Regions from separate parts of the Mus musculus genome. Here region 1 is linked to region 2. A link is a contact called in public HiChIP or PLAC-seq data. All regions are on one chromosome and are shown on one strand. Each heading gives the region's core, a stretch centred on a gene start, on an enhancer-like site or on the middle of the called end of the contact. The rest is flanking DNA. Distances are from core to core; before and after follow the strand shown. Region 1 overlaps Arhgef10 (Rho guanine nucleotide exchange factor (GEF) 10). Region 2 overlaps Rasa3 (RAS p21 protein activator 3).

Region 1 (7,199 bases), core at 3,373-5,872, 1.4 Mb before region 2:
GTGTGTGTGGGGGGGGGGGTGCGGGGGGGGGGGTTATCTTCAGTCTCTCCAGCTCCAGAGTATCAGGAAGCCTGCAAGGGCACTCTGCGGCCATGGAAAGTGACACTGGGTTCAAAGAGTCTTAAGACTGGTCCTGGGGTTGGGCCCAAAGCCAACCAGCACAGAGGGAGGCACGGAGTTTGCTCAGGGAGCGCCCTTTGACTCGTTTTCTGTAGAACAAAGGTTATTTTTGCTATATCTGCCTCTGACACAAAGTTCACGCTAAGGACAGGCAAACACTGGGGCCCAAGTGGACTTCGTGTCTTCAGAGGCCACTTTTATGAAATGCTTAGACTTCAAAACAGATGTTTTAAAAAGAAAAGGCTTTTTAAAAACAAACAAAAACCCAAACAACAAAAAAACTTCGTAACAGTGATCTGTACAAGTTTCCAGAAGCTCGCGGTATTTAATCCCTGCGATTCTAGATGTCTGTCTTATCTGTAATGGCGTGCACCTTACGGATGCACCGCAGTTGATCCCACAGTGGCCTGGAACTCTGTGAGCAGCTGATTTGCCTTTCAAGAGCTGTTGAGAAGTTCCAGAGCCGCTCCGCGCCATTACTGCTGACTGCTGTGTGAGTCGACCCCAACATACTGGAGCCACTTCCTCCACCTGTCGCCCTGCCTTGAGCCAGGAAAACAGATGGGAGGATGGAAAGTTCCAGTGAGTCTGTGGGCACTTCCTTTTTAAGACAGATTTAGGAACCTCGGAGGATAGATACATCCTCACCCCAAGGTCTCAGCTGTGCTCTGCGCAGGGGCCTGAGGACCAGCCACGCCCACGGACCCAGGCTGCCAATCAACTGCACGCAAAGCTCCACAAATCACAGCCTGCCACGGTTGCGCTCTTCTGACTCCTAAAAGGTTTTGCGTTGGGAGACATACTTTCCTTTACTTTTTCTACAAGGAAGAATTTTTGAATTCATGGCTTTTAGAGTGTTCATCTGGGCTTTTAGAGATGCCTGTGAAATACTTTTGCTGTGAACAATCTCACTTCAAAGACAATTAACAGGTAAACCGGGCTTCTCATGTGTGTAATGTCATCTCATTTGGTAGCTTCTAAAAATGACTTATCATCAAAGCACGAAGGATGAAAGAGTCGCTAGATATTTCTGTTCATCCAGAAATATATCTTGTATCCTTCATTCTCTCTTCGATTCTCCCACATGTAAACAGTGTGTGTGTGTGTGTGTGTATTTTTTTCAGAGAAATTTCACTTTTACACCTACATTATCTTAAGTATAGTAGGAATCTGGGAAGTGTTCCATTGCCTTTTCAAAGCTGCCCCTTCTGTCGGAAGTGTGTTTCCCCAGGAGAATGAAGAGACTAACATGGTAGTGTCTTACAGTGGGATGAGACCTAGAGGGGAAGGGCAGGAAGCTGGGAGACAGAAACCCTGCATGGATGCAGAGATAAAGGGTGCCTAGGGGCGATGTAACAGGGCCTCACACACGATCCCCAAACACTGCCCCATGTCGTTAAGAAAAAAAGGGCCTTAATAATAGGAAGAAAGCAAGTGAGCCCCAGATGCTGCTATTTCCTATTTTTTATTTAGGGACTAAATACAAACTTGTTCCAGGAACTGGCCATTGGCTGCCCGGGTCACCCCCCAGCTGCCCAGAGAGATGCTGCCCAAGTGCCAGCTGTGTGTGTGCCTGCATCCAGTTCCCCATTCACACACAGCCACGAGCACAAGCTAACTCACAGCCCCCATCCAGTCCCCATTCACACATAGCCACGAGCACAAGCTAACTCACAGCCCCCATCCACACATAGCCATGAGCACAAGCTAACTCACAGCCCCCATCCACACATAGCCATGAGCACAAGCTAACTCACAGCCCCCATCCACACATAGCCACGAGCACAAGCTAACTCACAGCCCCCATCCAGTCCCCATCCACACATAGCCATGAGCACAAGCTAACTCACAGCCCCCATCCACACATAGCCATGAGCACAAACTAACTCACAGCCCCCATCCACACATAGCCATGAGCACAAGCTAACTCACAGCCCCCATCCACACATAGCCATGAGCACAAGCTAACTCACAGTCCCCCATCCACACATAGCCATGAGCACAAGATAACTCACAGCCCCCTGATGACTAGGGCCGTGGCACTTAGAAGACTCACACTCATTTTTTTTTTTTAATAGGAAACTTGGCCCTTTGACTTGACTGCATCACTTCTGGACGCTGTATCCGCTCCACGGGGACACAGGAGGTTGAGTGTGGCCCAGCACCTCTGTCACCCCTCTCTGCTTGCTCTGAGTTCAGAGGACAGGACAGGAAACACCTGTGCAGCAACCCCGGGGCTGCCTGGGGCCTTCCCACACTGCAGCCACACCTTCTGTTTCTTTGCTCGCTGAGTCCCACGCCTGCCCCTGGCTAAGGTCTACTGCTGGGCCGAGAGTGCACAGTGTGGTGGTTTACGTTAGGAGCCTGTGCCGAACGGCCTCAGAACTGAATTCTACGAGGAAGGGGAAGGCGACCTTCTGAGACCCCAATTCATGTGGTCCACAGGGTGGTCTTAGAGGAGAGTGCTCTGATTAAGTTCTGATGGTTACAGCATCTTTTTTTTTTCTCGAAATTTTGTTCTTTTTGGCTCAGTGTGTCTCCATCAGCAGGACCCAGTTGGGTTTTTACAATGACATGAAAAGACGCTTGCCTGTGCTGTTTCCACACACGCCTGCGTGGGCACTTTCTGCGCGCAGTAGTACATTAGTGGCTCAAACACTCAGGCTGCGGTGAACACTGCTCTGAAACACTGTCTTTATTCTATCTAAACCACAGCGTTTGTGTGTGTGTGTGTGTGTGTGTGTGTGTGTGTGTGTGTGTGTGTGTGTGTGTGTGCCAGAGATCAGACAGCCCACCAGGCATGTTCTGGGATGCTAGGAACTACTGTTGGACATGGGAGACAGAACGGGGGTTCTCGTTCAGGCAGAGTTCGACTGGGTTAGTCTTCCCTAGTGGCCAGGCTGGGGATAGCTCCACAAGACCACTGGAAGAACACTGGAGGCTGAGAGCCTGATAAGGCCTCCCAAAGGTGGAGTGGAAGCCACTTAATAGCTGGCACAAGACACTGCAGAATGTCTTCCCTTCAGCCCCAGGCTTCCCAGTCCATTCTGGTCTGACACACCTGTCTGTCCCACCCACACACGAATAAGAAGCACAACGAGCTACACAGAAGCAGATCAAAATCTGTGACAGAGGGTCTCCCCCACCCCTGCTGTGTCCAACATGACTTCTATCAGTCCATCGTCCACGGCTGTGACCAAATACCTGACATTAGCAACTTAAAAGGACAAATGACTCCGGCCCATGCTTTCAGTAGTTCCATGGCTTCTATGCTGCTGGCAAGCCAGCATATGACAGAAGGGTGTGTGGAGGAAAGCTGTTCATCTCATGATAGCTGAGAAAGGTTAGGAGCTGTGTGGAGGAGTGGGGTGGGGGGCATGTGTCCAAGGCATTCCTCCAGCAACACGCCTCCTCTAACTACACCCCATTTCCTAGTTTCCTCTACCTCTCAACACCATTGAAGTATGAAGCCACCGTTGGATTAGGCCAGAGCCCTCATGGTCCAACTGTCCCTAACCTTAAACCCACAGGCTGTCAAGGGGCAGTGCTATATTCAAACCATAACACTTTCAAGAGACTCTGGCATGCCCTTTGATCGGTGAGGTGGGTGGGCCTCTGGAAAATGGAAAACAGTCCCATGAATCTGGTGGTGCCAAGGAGGGCCAGGCTTTGTAGGGAAGGTTGGGAACAGTCAATGCTTGGCCAACTGGAAGCAGAGCAGGAGGCTGAGGAGGGGCAGCCATGGCTACAGGCGAGCGGAAAGAAACACAAGAGTGCCCTGCAGTGCACCTCAGCTACAGACAGAACACTGCACACCCGAGCCGGCCGGTTAGTCAGTGTTTCCCAGTCAGCACTGGCTGCCTGCCTGGGAGGGAGGAGCCTGTACCCACACCGGGTCAGTACCAGGCAGGGGAGAGGAAGTGGGCAAGTGTGCCCTCGCACGTTCGTACGCACCCTGCTGGCCTGAGTCAGTAGCAAGGATTGCCAGTGGATCTGCTCGGAAGCCGGACAGAGGAGAGCAGCCCACAGGTCATTTTTTTTAAATTAGGTACACACCGAGGTCATGGGAAACACCAGTTAACAGAGGGTCGGCAAGATGGAGAGCCTCACAGCTGCCTCACTGTTCACCTGATGGTCTTGCTGTTCCATTGCACTGTATCATGTACGAGGATTATTTTCATAAACACACACACACTCACACACACACACACACACACACACACACACACACACACACTTCACTCACTGGCCAATGCCTCCTTCTCCCAGTCTCTGACAGAAACTGCAGGCAGATGAACACAAGGCAGCCCCCACCCTCACCCACCCACCCCTTCCCCTGCCCTCAGATGGAGGCACTGTGTGACCCCACACATTCCTGTGGTTGGTTCTCAGGATTCCAGGAACCATGGCAACCACAGCTGCTTCCCTGGAGGCCACAGGGCACCAGAGTCAGGATCTGGGCCCCAGAACAATCTAACTCCTGTCCCTTCCCATGTCAATAGAGAGTGCAGGGCATTCTCTGGCCGGATGCAAGCATGTGCTGGCGGCTGGTGACTCTGACACGGTTTCTGTCTAAGGGCGAGGACAGATGCCAACAGCAAACACCTGTCCAGATGATCCACAGAAGCATGCTGGGGGCGGGGGGCAGCCTTGATGCTGAATCACTTTTGTTTTCTAAAAATAACATGTATTTAAAAAAAAAACCCTCCATATTCCTAACGAAATAAAATAGCCTACAATTATCTAAAAAAAAAAAAAAAAAACGGTCAGCGGCCAATCCCACAGGGAAATGCTGGTCAGCAGCCCTAGATGCCTTGTGTCCTCAGGTCTCAGCAGATCTTATCAGTTGGCACCTGTCTTGCCTCTCTGCCTCCCCATCACTCCTCATGTCGGCATCATGACCCCTGAGTTGTTGTTATGCTTTTCCAAGGCGCCTGGAATGGCTTAGCAAACGCTATCCAACACATGAGTTGACAAGTGGCCACGCCCCCACGCCCATCACTTACTTTCTAACTCCGCCCATTACTGTGCTCACTGTTCCCATCTTTCTCCCACGCTCCCCCTGCAGCCTGTTAGGCAGAACCCTGTGGACAAAGGGCCAGCAAGATGCACTTGAGCCTCTCCCTACAAGACCATCCTCCCCAAATCCACCCTGGCATGGCCTCTCTCCTCTCCCTGTTCAAAGTTTTCAGTGATTCCTATTGGCCATGGATATATTTAGGACGATTTATTTTTCCCGGTCTTGCCTCTGGTGCCACTATGTGGTCCACTGTGGCCATTAATGCAGTCTTCATTATATTTGTAGACAGGATGTATACCTGTCTTTACAGGCTACATGTTCATATACATGCTCACACATGAAGCCATGCCAAGTACTACACACAGTAGCTGTGCGCCTATACACACAGGGCACATGTGAACACCCAGGGGCTATGGTCCACATTGGCTATGTGTGCCTTAGCAGCTGATGTCCCTTGAACATCTGCTGCCCTTTCCCCTTCCTTCTGAGGGACCCGGTTGCAGGCTGTATGAGGGACAAGGACATTAGAACCCTGCCTTCCTGGGGGCAGTACCTGGCAGCATGCTATGCACAGGGGCATCAATGTTGACATCCTGCAGGTGCTTCAAGGTCTCTGTGTGGAAGAGGCGGAGGGTGGACCCCGAGGTGAAGGCAATCCAGATGCCAACGCCAGCCACAGCCATGTGGGAGATGACCATCCCTTCATCTTGGTGGGCCTCCAGCTGATTCTGGGGGAATGGAGGAAATGAGGTCACACAGGGTATCGAGGGGTACAGCCAGAGTCTACAACAGTGCTGAGGGCAAAGATGCCACACGGCGGGGCTAGGCTGAGTCACTCCTGGGGATCATGGGGTCTGGGTAGAGATCAAACCCGTGACTGTCAGAGCAGTGGCCTCCGTTCACAGCCACAGAATAGCACCCGTGGGCACAACGCTCTTGAGGCTTCCCCGAGCAGGCAAGTCACTCACAGAACCCAACGCTACTTGCCTTTTATCATGGTACCTTCACAAGCTGAGAGAACAAACTCAACACAACATGAAAGGGGCTACAGGGCGAATGGCTGCTGGCTTAGATCCCTAAGGAGACCCAGCCCACTGAGCAGCACAGCCGTGGGTACCTGGGAGGAGGTCCTTCTCTCCAATCCAGATAAAGCCTGCCGCTCTCCCTCAGACGTAACAGTCCTAGGGTTGCTTCCCTTGAGCCCTGCCTGAAGCAAGCAGCCCTGCCCACAGGGCACTCATTCCCCAATGGGCACCCTCACGGCATCGTTACCGCACAAGGCCTTGCTGGCACACCTCAGCTATACGGTCATCTTGAGACCAGAGGGGGTGTAGAGGCCAAAGCCAAGCCAAGGTGCGGCGTAACAGCACCACAGAAAGTCAAGTAATTCACAGTCAGCATCAATCTTGCCTCTCTAAATCTCAACAACTTAAAATGCTCAGGGGTGGGGGTGAGGGGAGAGACGGGGACAGACATAGCTCTGTGTCCTAAGAGAACAAGGGTGCGCAGCACATGACCCATCAATCGCAGAGGCAACAGGCTTGCCAAGGTTGCAGTAACCCACACCCACACAGATGCTCCCAGAAGAGCTGGGCTGAGCTAAGCTACAGCCTGCATTAACTGTATCTCATTTCAATGGAAGATTCCAGGGTAGGAGTGGCTTTGCTTGTCTGTGGTGGCAGAACCCAGGTTAGGAGCTGTATGGGGATGTCTCCCAACCTTGTCTCCTCGGCCTGTTTTTCAGGCTGCTTGATGCTGGCACACACAAACTAGATTGATTTTTGGATATTGATCTTGTAACCTCCGACCTTGCTGAATTTTAGGTTTTCTTGTTGTTGTTGATGTTTTGTTTGATTTTTTTAATCTGCCAGTGTTGTCCCAGATTCCTTAGGGATTCTGTATTCAAGACTATAGCTTAGCAAATTCTCCTCCGTCCAACCCGACAACACCCACTCAGCCCAACCCCAGCATCTCAGGTAATAACAGTCAACTCTGTGTGGGCAGAGGAGGAGGCGGGCCCCTGAGTCCTCTTTGTGTGTTCACTTACGCTGTTGCCATG
Region 2 (7,202 bases), core at 3,910-6,409:
TAGAGAGATCATGCGCACTTAGGTAGGTAGGCCTGGCATGGCTGTCCCTTGATGAGCAGCATAAAACCTCCTAACCTGGCTTTTCTAACTGTCTTAGTTAGGTTTTTACTGCTGTAAACAGACACCATAACCAAGGCTAGTCTTATAAAGGACAACATTTGATTGGGGCTGGCTTAAAGGTTCAGAGGTTCAGTCCATTATCATGGGGAGGGGGAGTGCAGGGGAGCAGGGCAGCATCCAGGCAGGCACAGTGCAGGAGGAGCTGAGAGTTCTACATCTTCATCTGAAGGCTGCTAGTGGAAGACAGACTTCCAGGCAGCTAGGATGAGGGTCTTAAGCCCACACCCACAGTGACACACCCACCTCAACAAGGCCACACCTCTAATAGTGCCACTTCCTGGACCAAGCATATATAAACCATCACACTGACCTTAGCATGGCCACTCTTAAAATTGCCTGTAAGAGGGGATGGCAGGTGTCACATGCCCAGGGTGCAAACCTGTTTATGACTGTGGCCCTTGTCATGAGCCCTGGTTTTAGATAAAGGACAGCTGCAATGACCTTTCACTTTGCCTGCTATGTCCATGTTATGGCTGGGAGCTGGGTCACAGAATTCAGCTCCCCTGTTCAGGAGTAACATGGGTAGTTGGTCAGCCTCTGCAAGCCTCATCTGTATAAAGTAGAGGTTTTGTAGGCCATGGAGACTTACATGTAGCCTAGCAGTGCTAGGTGCATTGTGGGATATGGAGGTTTATGCTGGTTTTATCCTGAGTAGATAGAGTCTGGGGAAAGTCCATGAAACAGACATACTGTAAAGAGCCGGGTTGTAGGAAAGAACTCAGCAGAAAGAATTTACTAACAGTTAACGGGGGAAGCTCTGAGCTGTGCATCCTTGTGTCCTAGGACTCCAAGACTACAGACGAGGCTAGTCTGCCTGCCCCACATCCTCAAGGTTCTCTTCCTCAGTCTGGCTTTTCTAAGCACAGGGCAAGGGTGTCAAGGCCAAAGGTCATCCACCCGTAGAGTTGGCAGTGAGATCAGCACAAGAGAAAGTGAGGCACTGAGTAGAATCTCATGGCCACGGTGCAAATGAGCATGCAGAAATTTCACTCACGGAGGGACACATGTAATTTCCAATTCATTGACCCAGCCTCCCAAGGGCCCACTTGTGCCGTGGGAGCTAAGTAATGCAGCGATCACCTACGGAAGCAATCATGGTTCTCCGGCAGGAAAGGAGAGCCTTTTCTGAAGGCAACAGTCCCCCTTCCCTCCCTGGCTCAGGAAGCTTCTCCATTGCCAGGAGTTTCAGCCTTATTCCTCCTTAGATTCCCAAGGCCAAGGTCAGCTCAGCACCTGCACAGAGCTGCAAGATCCCTTCCAGGCGTAGTCTTCCTCGAGTTAGAGTTCATTAACAAGTCTTTGCTGTTTATTAGGCATTGAATTTTTAAATGGCTGCAGGTTCACAGGACGCTGCAAACAGAAGTCCACAGGAATATTGCCAGGAAGTTTGGATGTTATCTTTTTCCCCGTCTAAAGCCCCCCTAGCCTGGCCTTTCTAACTGTCTTAGTTAGGTTTTCACTGATGTGAACAGACACCATGACCAAGGCAAGTCTTATAAAGGACAACATTTGATTGGGGCTGGCTTACCGGTTCAGAGGGATAACATTTGTGAGCACCCAGGCGTGGCTGGTACAGGTCACATGACTGTGTACTTATTCTGTCTGATCTCACCAGTGTACGCACAAGCACGCATGCACACGCAAGCACACACATACATGTACATATACATACACACACATGCACACACAGGTACACAAGCATCTGTATGCGCATGTGCACACACATGCACAAGAATACACACACACATGCATGTACACATACATGCACGCACACACATGCATACACACATGCACACACACATGCACACGCATGCAGTTCATGCACACACTGTTCAGGGATTTTAGTGTCTCATAAACCTTGCCACTCTAACCATTGCTAAGTACAGCTCAGTGCCATCGTGGGCATTCCTGTGTTCTTTGCCATTACCCTTCTCCAGATCTCTTTCAACCCATTAAACCCAGGTTCCCAGGCTCAGAATCTACCACTCCACTGGGCCAGGAGTGAGGGCGTGGGTGGGTGGGTAGGCAGCGACTTTGCTTAGAACTCAGGTGAGTTCATCTCTTGGGACGGTCTCGTTAGACGAGTGTTACATCACAGGTCCATGAATGTTGTACTGTGTCAGGATCCCTGCCTTCCTTAGGCTGGGGGCCTGAACCACATTTTACATACCTGTTAACCATGTGAGTTATTGATACTGCTGGGCTAGTAGATGTCTTTGCAACTTTAGCCCTTGTACACATTTGTATCACAGCTACTACAATCAAGATTCAGAACCATTTTATCACCACAAAGCTATCGGTATAGATGCATATGTCAATCTCATGTCTGGAGGGGGATTTCTTCTCAATGCTGGAAGGTGACTAAGGCATCATTGGGGCAGCTCAATTTTTCCTTGAAGCTTGGCGTGTATGTCAGTGAAAATAGATCTTGACCTCAGCCCTCTAGTCGTCTGAGACCTAGGATCCTGAAAGGCAATTGAAAAGGCTGGAGAAATGGAGCAATAATTAAAGAAAGCCCAGCATCCCCTTGGTAGTCCTCAGCCAACTATAACTCCAGTTCCAGGAGATTTAACGCCCTCTTCTGGCTACCGCAGGCACTGCATGCACGTGACACACAGTAGTGCATGCAGGCAGAATCCCCACATACGTAAAAAGAAATAAATCTCAAAAAAAAATAATTAAAAAAAAATAAGTCTTCGCTGCTGTTGCTGGGCTGAGGGATAAGTAGGTCTCTGTAGGACTCGGTCCCTCTCTGGTGAGTGTGACACTAGAACTTCATTCACAGTGGCCGAGATAGGGAGGCGGCACCTCCCCTTAGCCTGACCTTTAAATGGTAACCGCCATCTTTGCTCCGCAGCTGTGGCTTGTTTTGAAAATGTCACATTTACAGTTTCTAGAAGGGCAGAGAGAGTGGCATTTGGGTTCTTGGATCCACCTGTTTTGTAATTTGTGGGAAGGAATCACACATTACAGCAGAGGGAACGGGGCCCACAAGAGAAACCATGTGTCACTAGAAGTGGAGAAAAAGACAGCTAAATGTCTTGCTTCCTTCTGGAACCAACGCTGTTCAGAGGTCTTTGATGAGCCGCTTTATTATATAGAACCAGCCACTTCTGCTGCTCCCTTCACAGAGACTCGTCAGCTACGGGGATGGCCCTGTCAGGAAGGCAGGGGCTGCAGCTGGCGTGGCGCCCCACAGCCTCCAGCATCCTCTGGTTCTGAATGGTATGGAGAAGGATGGCACTGGCCCCTCCCCTACTGCAACACCCCATATCTGTGTTTCTGAACTGGTTATGGACATGTAATGTATTCAGGACATATGGTATGTCACCCTAGATCTGCCATTCATACAGGCAAATACCATCTTGGTCAGAGAAGGGGTGGGCATGCCACCTCTCCCAGAGTGTTTGGGAGTGTGTCTTTAGTGTCAGATCATATAAAAGGTTGCCAGTGGTTGCCCATGGTCAAGGGCCACTTTTTTCTCTGGGGTTTTTGAAAGCATGGGAGCTGAGAAAAGTGTTGACTTCCTTCCCTGGCCCAGTCCTGCCTCTGGGTTTGTTTGCTTTTGTTTGTTTGTTTGTTTGTTTGTTTTGTGCGTGCCTCATCCGGTCTTGGCTACACAAATCTCACCTAGAGCCATCTCCACATTTCTCCCTGCCTTGGCCTAGTGACCACTCAGGCTGGTAGGGATGGTTTAGAGGGGAGTGTCCCTTAAGGAGCCACCCTCTCATGATGACCTGGCCAGGAGTCCTCTCAGTTTCATGAGGCAGCAATACATTCGAAATTTTGTTACCAGTTAAGTTTTTGGGGACACTAAGCAGAGATCTGAGCTGTGTCCATCTTCCTGGAGCCTTGACAGCCCCCTTCATAACAGCGTTGGCAGTCATTGTTTCCCAAAGTACACACCCTCGGTGTTAAGTGGGCCACAACCCGCTTGCTGCACAGGCGGCGTTCCTTTGCATGCTCAGGTTGGACACACCCTCACTGAGGTCTTGGGAAGTTGCGTCTTTCTCTTTTTGTTTGGGTAACCTGACTACAGGTCTATCGCTTCAACGATCTCTTCAGCGGATCTGTTTGGGGTTTTGATTTCCTCTCACTTCCTGCTTTTCAGATTTTGCTGTTTTTGGTGTGTGTGTGTGTGTGTGTGTGTGTGTGTGTGTGTTTGGTTATTTCTGCTTTCGGAGGATAACTCTGTCCTAATTTACTGATTCCGGGTCTTTCTCCTTCCCAGAACATGCATCCCACGAATCCTGCTAAGCTGTACTTTCATTTTCATTTATTTAAAAATACTTTTAAATTTGCCTTAAGACTTCTCTAACCAGAGTGATATTTGGAAGTCGTAATCTTCGTGTATTTGGAGGGTTTCTTTTGGTTACCAGTTTCTAGTCCGTCCCGTGAGTGCTGAGAGTGGACTCTGGTTTTCCCCCCATGTATCTGATGAATGATGCTGAAGGTACTTCCCTTGTCCCCAGCGAACTCAGTAGGGTAGTCCCTGCTGTGTGACAAGGTCTAGGAACTCCGATTAGCTCCTCTCAGGACCTCATACAGTGGAACCGGGCCACCTGTCACCGCCTCTGTTCTCGGACATTCTTGATATTCATCTCAAGGCTGGAGGGAAGACTTGTGGCACTTCCTTTCCAGGCCATGAAATAATGTTTCTCTCTCGGATCAGAGTGAATTCGGAGCCACCTGTCTGTCCTTCAGCAGGTCTTGAAGAGACGGAAGGCACCTGACCCTGTGCTGTAGGAGCTAACTGAACCAAGATATGGGACCTGGGAACAGAAAGTATGACTCTGAGGGCTGAAACACAGGTGTAAACCTGATGGGTTGCTGTGCACCACCTGACCACAGGGCAAGAGGCCCCTCCCAGCCTCCACCCTGACACCTCTCCCCATAGGCAACGCCCATCATGTGCAGGGCTAGAACCAGAGAGACTTCTGGCCACAGGCTTGCCTAGAGCACCTTCATGGTGCAGAGGGGTCATGGCGGTGGCGGCTGTTTCACCTCCTCCTGGCCTCTCCCAGACCTCTAGAAACGGAAGCCGCTGCTCACTGAGGTGGGAGCCGCCCTAGTGAGGAGTGTTTGTGCTGAGTCTTGGGGGCACCGCTAGTGTGTGGGAAAAACAGGAAACAGGAAGGCAGCTGCCATCAGCTGTGGGAGGTGGGGTCATCTACCTCACCCCAGTGCTTCTGCCTTTCAGAGGCTAAAAGATGAAATGAGCTCCATCCATCTGAACAGCTCACAGCTGGGTCCTAAAAATGGCCTGCTGGTGGTAAGGCCAACTTCAGGGGCCGGGGATGGCCACTGCAGCACCCGGCAAGCTCCAACAGTCATGGAATATGGAGCTACAAAACTCACTCGATATTGTGCCTCTTAGTGTTTGGAGGTTTCCTCATCACTAAACAGCCGAGGGCAGGGACACGGCGTGGGGAGAGCTGGTACCCACCTTCATGGTCCTTCTGTCTTAGTTACGGTTCCTATTATTTTGATTAAATGCCATGGCAGAAAGCAACTTGGGGAGGAATAGGTTTATTCTACCTTACCATGTGCAGTTCATCACCCAGGACAGGAACCTGGAGGCAGGAGCCAGTTCAGAGGCCATGGAGGGATGCCGCTTACTTCTTTGCACTTCATGGTTTGCTTAGCCTGTTTTCTTGGGACAGTCGGGGACAGCCAGACCCAGGGATGGCATGACCCACAGTGGGCTGGGCCCTCCTCCATCAATCAATGATGAAGAAAATGCTCCATAGGCTTGCCTACAGCCCAGTCCTGTGGCGACATTTCTCAATGGTAGTTCTCTAACTTTGTGTCAAACTGACCAAGACAACCCAGACGCCTTATGTCAGCATTTTGGGGTGGCAAAGGCAGGAGATCCAGAACTCACTGTCACCTCAGAAGCCTGAAAGAGTGTCCCTAGACATTTAGAGACCTCAGTTCAAGTCAAATCAGGATTTGTGGCGTCGATGCAAAAGAGGATTTCGTTTCAGGACTGGCTAGTATGAACTAGCGCTGGGATTTAATGAAGATATTTGAATATAGAATTAAGCACAAAGGTTAAGGGAAAGGCTTTCAGAAGGAAGACACGGGAGAGCGTGGGTGTGATCCTCTCACATGTGAGAGTGTTGGTGTGATCCTCACACTCCTGAAAGCATTTCATGTGGGGATTTCACAGTCACAGAAAGCAAACCACCCAAGTGTAGCTACTCTCTCTATTAGTAGGGTAATAGTTCATGACTGTCTTTGAAGGGATGCTACACCTAACTGAGGTCACTGAGGAGTCCCTGAGGGGCTCCCCACAGAATGACACTTGATAAGGTGAAAGTCTAGCTCACAGTGACAGACAGGTATGATGTCTTTACTGTGAACTAAGGTATCAGTTTTGGGCTCTCCTAGGCAAGGCCTTGTTTGAAGGCTCAGGAGCCCAAAGGTGTGATCCTCTCACATGTGAGAATGTTGGTGTGATCTTCACACTCCTGAAAGCATTTCATGTGGGGATTTCACACCCGCAGTCACAGAAAGCAAACCACCCAAGTGTAGCTACGCAAGAGGCCGTGGAGACTTTCTGGTTTAGCCTCCCCTTCTCTAATGACAGGCATCTTGGATTAACATTTGTGTGCACTTAACCCACGGGAGGTCCCACATCTCACGGGAGGTCCTACATCCCACGTGGATACTGCTAAGGAGCAGGGCCTACTCTCCTGATGCCTTTCCCTCTTCATCCTCATGGTGTGACTGTGTAGAGATAAACAAAGGAGGTTGGGGTTGCCAGCTACCTGTCACCCTTCTAGAAGCATTCATGAAAATTAACTTCATGGAGAATGAGACTTGAATGCTCTGGCCTCCCCATGGAGATCGCAGCCCTCTTGGGAGAGTCTTTCCTGCTGGGTCTCACTATAACATGCCCTGGACATATGCATTCGTAGCATTCCTAGGGGCCACATGTCTGCGTGTCCACATGTCCTTTTTTTATGCTTTTAAGCCCATTACCTCTCCAAGTCTGAGTTTCTAGGTCTGGCACCTTCTGGCACAAGTACCAGCCACTTGAAGGGCCACAGATTTCCCACAATCCTTGTCTGCTTGTG

The links. HiChIP or PLAC-seq counts read pairs in DNA pulled down with a chosen protein or histone mark.
Region 1: an H3K27ac HiChIP or PLAC-seq map of thymic regulatory T cells shows a contact between it and region 2, with 5 times the contacts expected there. The contact joins two enhancer-like sites. A contact is called at or near these places in 1 of 39 promoter capture datasets (pre-B cells), 1 of 15 datasets of contacts at CTCF or cohesin (large pre-B cells) and 3 of 115 datasets of contacts at active chromatin or transcription factors (large pre-B cells, pro-B cells and thymic regulatory T cells).

What each region holds. Positions count from the first base shown.
Region 1 is chr8:14,989,729-14,996,927 of GRCm38.p6, reverse strand. It overlaps Arhgef10 (Rho guanine nucleotide exchange factor (GEF) 10), which reads right to left. Exons shown (of 29, transcript NM_172751.3): 27 at 5,694-5,868. It overlaps Gm35149 (a long non-coding RNA gene), which reads left to right and starts at 364. Exons shown (of 2, transcript XR_001778521.2): 1 at 364-1,050; 2 at 2,199-2,794. Within about 2 kb of position 4,622, at least 273 of the 459 cell types and tissues checked have an H3K27ac peak or open chromatin away from gene starts, as enhancers often do. A contact at or near this core is called in thymic regulatory T cells, where this site is marked.
Region 2 is chr8:13,598,313-13,605,514 of GRCm38.p6, reverse strand. The region is part of intron 4 of Rasa3 (RAS p21 protein activator 3); the gene reads left to right. Among named protein-coding and RNA genes, the nearest start is that of Gm34795, 18 kb to the right of the region's middle. Within about 2 kb of position 5,159, at least 135 of the 459 cell types and tissues checked have an H3K27ac peak or open chromatin away from gene starts, as enhancers often do. A contact at or near this core is called in thymic regulatory T cells, where this site is marked.